Linked DNA regions of Mus musculus: region 1 is linked to region 2. The links are chromatin contacts, called in public promoter capture Hi-C maps. All regions are on one chromosome and are shown on one strand. Each heading gives the region's core, a stretch centred on a gene start, on an enhancer-like site or on the middle of the called end of the contact. The rest is flanking DNA. Distances are from core to core; before and after follow the strand shown.

Region 1 (2,711 bases), core at 181-2,680, 1.1 Mb after region 2:
GAATGGCACGGGCTTTTGAAACCTCAAAGCCTACTACCCCTAGTGACACACCTCCAGCAAGGCCATTTTCTAATCCTTCCCAGATTTCCACCAACTGGGGACCAAACATTTAAGTAGATGAGCCTATGGGGCCGTTTTTATTCAAACCACCACAGGTTATTTCCACAAAGCGCTTAACATCTAGTAGAATATGCAAGGGTTAGAGATATTTGGAACCTGCAAGATGGGTACAAGTATGATGGAAAGGGAATCGACCAGTCAAGAACGTACGAAACCCACATTTTATGGCTAATTAAAAATGTTTAAGAATGTACAAACAGAAGAGATGCTTAGAGACCTCAACAGACCCAGTGGGCATTTTCTCCAGGCTCCGCCCCACAGTTACCTGGCAACAGCCAGGTGTCTGACTCATGGTAAAAGGGGCTGATTGCCCCTCCTCTTTCTCTTGCTCTCTTGCCCTTGCTCCTTAACCTTTCTCCATTCCCCTCCCCCCTCCACGTGCTCATGGCCGGCCTCTACTCCTCTTCTCTCTCTGCCTTTACTCGCTCAACTCCGCTCCCATACCCTGAAGAAACTCTATTCTCTACTATACCTTTGTGTGGCTGGTCCCTCAAGGGGAAGGGATGCCTCAGCATGGGCCCGCGGAGCGGAGGCACCCCCTTCCCCAACACCTGACTACACATCCACCAAACATATTCTCCTTATTTTTATAAAACACAACAGACCCCAAATTAAATTTTTGTGTAGGTCACGGTTTTTGGAGCTTGGATTTTAGTGGAGGTTCTAAGTCCAATACAAATTATTAAAGAATCTTACGTGTCACTTTTGCTGTTGAATGGTGGATAAGAGAGGCATAAAATAGGATACAGGACACATTATCAGGAAGATAAATTGGTTTTTTAAAAAATGAGAGAATGATTTGGGACAGGAGAGATGGACTGTCAAGTAAAAACCCCTGGTGCACAAGTCTGGCGAACTCCCCAGAGACCTCCATAAAAAGTTATGGTCGCATACACCTGGAATCCCAACAGAGACAAGAGAATTGCCACAAAATTCCCTCAGAGGCCAGCGATCCTGGAGTCCTCAGAGGAACTTCTTACTCCACAGTGGTACTTGTCCCGATAGATCAGAAAACTGATCCGCACGACGTTAAGAAGCCACATGCTCTAAAAAGTCACTTTCTCCCAGGCCTAACACGCCGCGGGCGAGACTTGGGATGGAGCCGCGCCCATCCGCACCGCTCGGAGGCACTTCGGCGTCCCTGGCTCGCACCTACCTTCCTCCCCCACAGTTCTCTCGCCCAGGGTCGGGGGCGCGATGCCCTCGCAGCCTGCTGCCATGGTTATCGCGCCGAGGATGGAGAGAGCGCCAGGTGAGAGGGCTCACCGGGATCTGCGGCTTCCACACAGGAAGGATCCTCCGCCTCTGCCGGAACCGGCGCCGCCGCGGTCACGTGACGGCGCTGGGCGTGGCCACGCCGGTTTGTTTTGCTCTTTGGAAGCTGAAAGGCGGCGAGCACGTGGGCTGGGCTGTGGCTCCTTTCTTCCACCCTTAGCGTCTGCTGTTTCTCTTCCTTCTCTAGTCGGATCCTCCATCTTCGCCTTGGCTTTCTCTCAGTCGGACTCGCGATTTAGGAGACCCCGGGGCTGGCGTGCCTACTCTTCCACCTTGTTGGTTCCCTTGGCATCAGTGCCATTCCAGCTGGTTTTCGTGACTGCCTGGGAATACGAACCCCTTGAAGGCGTTCCCTGTGACTCATTTGCTGAGCCAGATATGTCAGCAAATGACTAGTTTTCAAGGACACAGGCAGCTGTCAGAGTTCTGGATTTGTGCATTTGAACAAATGAATGTCTATGTCTATGTGGTCAAGAGATGCACAATCTCCAGCTTTTGCCGTTTATTTAGTCTGGCTAACATACCAAGAGAGAGATCTAGGTCACTGTCTTCCAACTTTAACACAATCCATATTATTTACCCGTTTGCATGACAAACAAAATGGGTAGAAAAAACTCTTTATATGTATGAAGGAAAATTGGCTAGTTTATAATCTCACTGGATGCGTAAGACACATACAAAACCAAATGGTCTTCATGAAACAATACCCTGAGACCTTCCTAAACTTCAGTATCCTGCCGTCTATAATTTCTGCAGTTAGAAACCCAATAAAAACAAAAGTAAGCCTAATATAGACCCAAGCATTGGGATAAGTGACCCGAGGTCAGCGAGTTGTTTATTAGGCACGTGATGTAAACTTGGGCACTTCCTCCAAGCAACCCGCGAGTGACTGACTCAGCCTACTTCGCTCCAGTCTCCCAGCCGGCCGCGATCTTCTACCCTTTCCACTCGTAGGGTCCCGGGCTTCTCCCCGGGGCATTCCTGGGTTCCCAGCGAGCAGGGTGGACCCCGCCTCGCCTCCTCCCCTCGGGCTCGGGCGGCGCAGGCGCAGCAGACGCGCCCGGGAGGCCGAGGACTAGAGCAGCTCCGGCTCCGGCTCCCGCTCCACCCGCCCAGTCAGCTCCCGGCTGGTCTGCGGCCACCGGGACGCGTCGGGCAGGGCCGGCGGGCGGCGTCGCCATGGGCTCGGGTTGGAGCAGCGAGGAGGAGGAGCGGCAGCCGCTGCTGGGGCCGGGGCTCGGGCCTGCGCCGGGGGCTGCGCGCAGGGGCCGGGAGGCGACGGCCGTGCTGCCTGCGGCGGGCCCGAACCCCGGGAG
Region 2 (2,806 bases), core at 272-2,771:
AATAAAATCAATGTGAAAGTATACATCCACTCACTTGTGCCACTGAACAAATCCCTCTTGACATTAGATGGCCACAAAATCAACCACCTGGGTTTCTCTAAACCAGTGTTTTCATCTATGAACATAATAGCCATCCCTTGTCCCTAGACTTCAAAATTTATAAGGCATTCAGCAATGATTAAGTCTAAAAATATGAAAGTATTGCTGAACCCAAAATAATTATTTAGAGAGCATGTATTAACTCATTTAACCACCTCAACAATTCTAAGGAATGGCATTATTTTTTACATAGCTATTATTATTTCCCCAATTCTAATGATAAACACATTTGTTTGATTTGCTTGCACAAAAATCACATTGAGAGTATGAAGCTGACGTACAAGCCCAGAGATTCTGGCTTCAGAACCTTCGTGCATAAATACATTGAACAATCTCTCCTTGTATCTTTAAAGGGTAGAAGGCAAAAAATAATCCCTCATCCATCTGAAAAAAATAAATTGACAAACCTATTTAAGGTAGAAGTGCTGAAAGCATAGTCTGATGCCACAATTAACCTGAAGAATCACCTGAGGGGGCTCACTGTAGACTTTCTCTGAATAATCCTCCAATACAAAGCACGCTTTCTCCTACTTCATAACACTTCTGTGAGGTGGGGTGTGTGTGTGTGTGTGTGTGAAGGCAATTATCAATCAATTGACGCTCTTACCCTACTGCTAGACTGATCTCTGAGAAATCAAGAGTCCCAAGGCCGCGCTCTTCAGTGCTTCCAGGAATCACTACAGAAACAAATGCCAGAAACAAACGTACAGCAGTCAGTTACCCCTAACCCTAGGCTTCTCCGTCGCCTCCGGAAACGCCCCCTCCTCAGGTCCTAACCCCGGCGGGAAAAGCCTGTGTTTTTAAAGGGCTAATTAAAAAATAATAAATAAATAAATAAATAAATAAGAAAGAAAGAAAGAAGAAAAAATAAATAAATGAACGGCCCTTAAAGGTAACTGCGCGGCTTCCAGAGGTTTCCAGTCTGGTCACATCACCTGAGGGGGCGCGGCTGGGGTTCCAGACCCGCCTCAGAGCAGCTAGGCCTCAGGAGGCCCCAGGCCTGGGCCCGGCCGCCACCTCTCGTCAGGCGTCCGTTTCCACACCAAACCTGCGGGCCCGGCGCGGAGGAGGCCCACGCTCCCGTTACCAGGCCCCGCCAGGCAGTTCTGCCCTGGGTGTCTGGCGTCCTAGCTTCCCCGCCCCCCTAGGGCCTTTCCTCCATCCCAGCCGCCATCTCGGGTCTGTTACCTCATCTCTTTCCCCGCGTCCGTCCACCTCAGGGCCCGACCCGCACAGCGTACCTCAGCGAGGCGGTCTCCGCCGAGCTGTGTGCGTCGCGACGCGGGAAGGGGGCTAGGGGCGGGGATGGTGGCCAGGGGCGGGGCGGGGCCCTGGGGCGAGGGGCGGGGCAGGTGTCTCCAGACAGCCAATCAAGACTCGGGGCGCTCCAAGGGGCGGCCGCACGCGTCTGGAGGTGAAAGGAGCTGGTCCCGGGCACCGAACTCAAGCTCGCAGCCAGTGCAGCTGTTCCAGAGGCTGTGGCAGGGGACGGCGAAGGCCAAAAGCGGGAGGCAGGGGACGAGGATGAGTGGACCAGCGGGACTTGCATACCTGGACCGTCGCGAGCGGGTTCTCAAGCTAGGCGAAAGTTTCGAGAAGCAGCCGCGCTGTGCCTTCCACACCGTGCGCTGTGAGTGCAGACTGTACCCCGGGTTCCTTCTGGGATGGGAGGGTGGTATGGAGACAGACTCCTCCGGATTCTGTAATTCTGTCCCCGCCGCTCTTTGCTCCCCGGGAGACCAGATGGCACAGTGATCCACTACCCAGTTGCCAGCCTCTGTGCAGGCACCTGGCGTCCCACAGTGTAGGAGAACCCTGGAAGGGTTTAAGTGAGACTGACAGACCTGAGAGGAAGTTTTGTGGGACGATCTGCACGGGTGGCTGTGGAGACTAGCGTGACAAGTGGATGGTGCAGAGTTTGAAAAGGTGACAGACAGATGGAACAAAGGACCGAATGCAGGGCAAAAGTGATGTGGAGAGGCCACAAGGACATTTCTTCCCCATTCTGGCTGATGAGGGTTCCCATTTAGTTTGTTCTTGGGAAGAGATTGTCAGCTGTCTCAATCGTTTGTATCTCTTTCCATCTCAGATTTCATGGTCAACTAAGTAATTACTGATTATCAAAAATTGAAAGATTTTTTTATCTAGTTTCTTTACTTTAAAAATCTACCTCCTAATGATTTCTACCCTTTGGTGTTTTGTTCTCTGGGATCTATTTTAATAGGTTATCTCTAATATTGTTGAAAAAGAGGTTATAATGAGCCTTTTCGTTTTAGTAATTAAATGAGATGCCAGCACGAAAAATATAACTTAATTTTGTATGTAAAACTTCTTTTTTGCATAATAGGCCACAGAATTCTAGCGCATAAGGGAAAGGTCACTGAGTTGTGACCTCTGTGTGTGTGTGTGTGTGTGTGTGTGTGAAATTGTAGATTTTTTTTCACATCTCTTTTGCAGCCCAGCTCTTCTTTACTGTCTGCTTGTCCTACATTCTCCACCATTCTGTCCTTTTCCTTACAAGGTTTATATTCTGAAAAACACTCATTTAAAACTCAGTCTTCAAAGTTTAAGTTGTAGACAATTCATCTATAATAACTCAGAGTAAATGTAGGAAGAACCAATGGGTTTAACCTTCCATTGATTATATTTAAGCTTTATAAAAAGGCTGCATTAAGCAAAAATATCATGTTTTGGTGGAATAAATGGG

The links. Promoter capture Hi-C pulls out the DNA fragments that hold promoters and counts their contacts.
Region 1: a contact with region 2 is called in a promoter capture Hi-C map of pre-B cells, with 5 times the contacts expected there. The contact joins the promoter of Hspbap1 here to the promoter of Eaf2 in region 2. A contact is called at or near these places in 9 of 39 promoter capture datasets (the 3T3-L1 cell line, 3T3-L1-derived adipocytes, the C10 cell line and 5 more), 1 of 484 Hi-C or Micro-C datasets (CD4 T cells), 2 of 115 datasets of contacts at active chromatin or transcription factors (astrocytes and large pre-B cells) and 1 of 9 other capture datasets (adipose tissue).

Annotation. Positions count from the first base shown.
Region 1 is chr16:35,769,105-35,771,815 of GRCm38.p6, reverse strand. Hspbap1 (Hspb associated protein 1) reads right to left here and starts at 1,430. Exons shown (of 8, transcript NM_175111.3): 1 at 1,277-1,430. The coding sequence starts at 1,340. It overlaps Slc49a4 (solute carrier family 49 member 4), which reads left to right and starts at 2,446. Exons shown (of 9, transcript NM_153550.4): 1 at 2,446-2,711. The coding sequence starts at 2,575.
Region 2 is chr16:36,826,974-36,829,779 of GRCm38.p6, reverse strand. It overlaps Eaf2 (ELL associated factor 2), which reads left to right and starts at 1,521. Exons shown (of 6, transcript NM_001113401.1): 1 at 1,521-1,729. The coding sequence starts at 1,624. It overlaps Iqcb1 (IQ calmodulin-binding motif containing 1), which reads right to left and starts at 1,380. Exons shown (of 15, transcript NM_177128.4): 1 at 1,288-1,380; 2 at 707-776.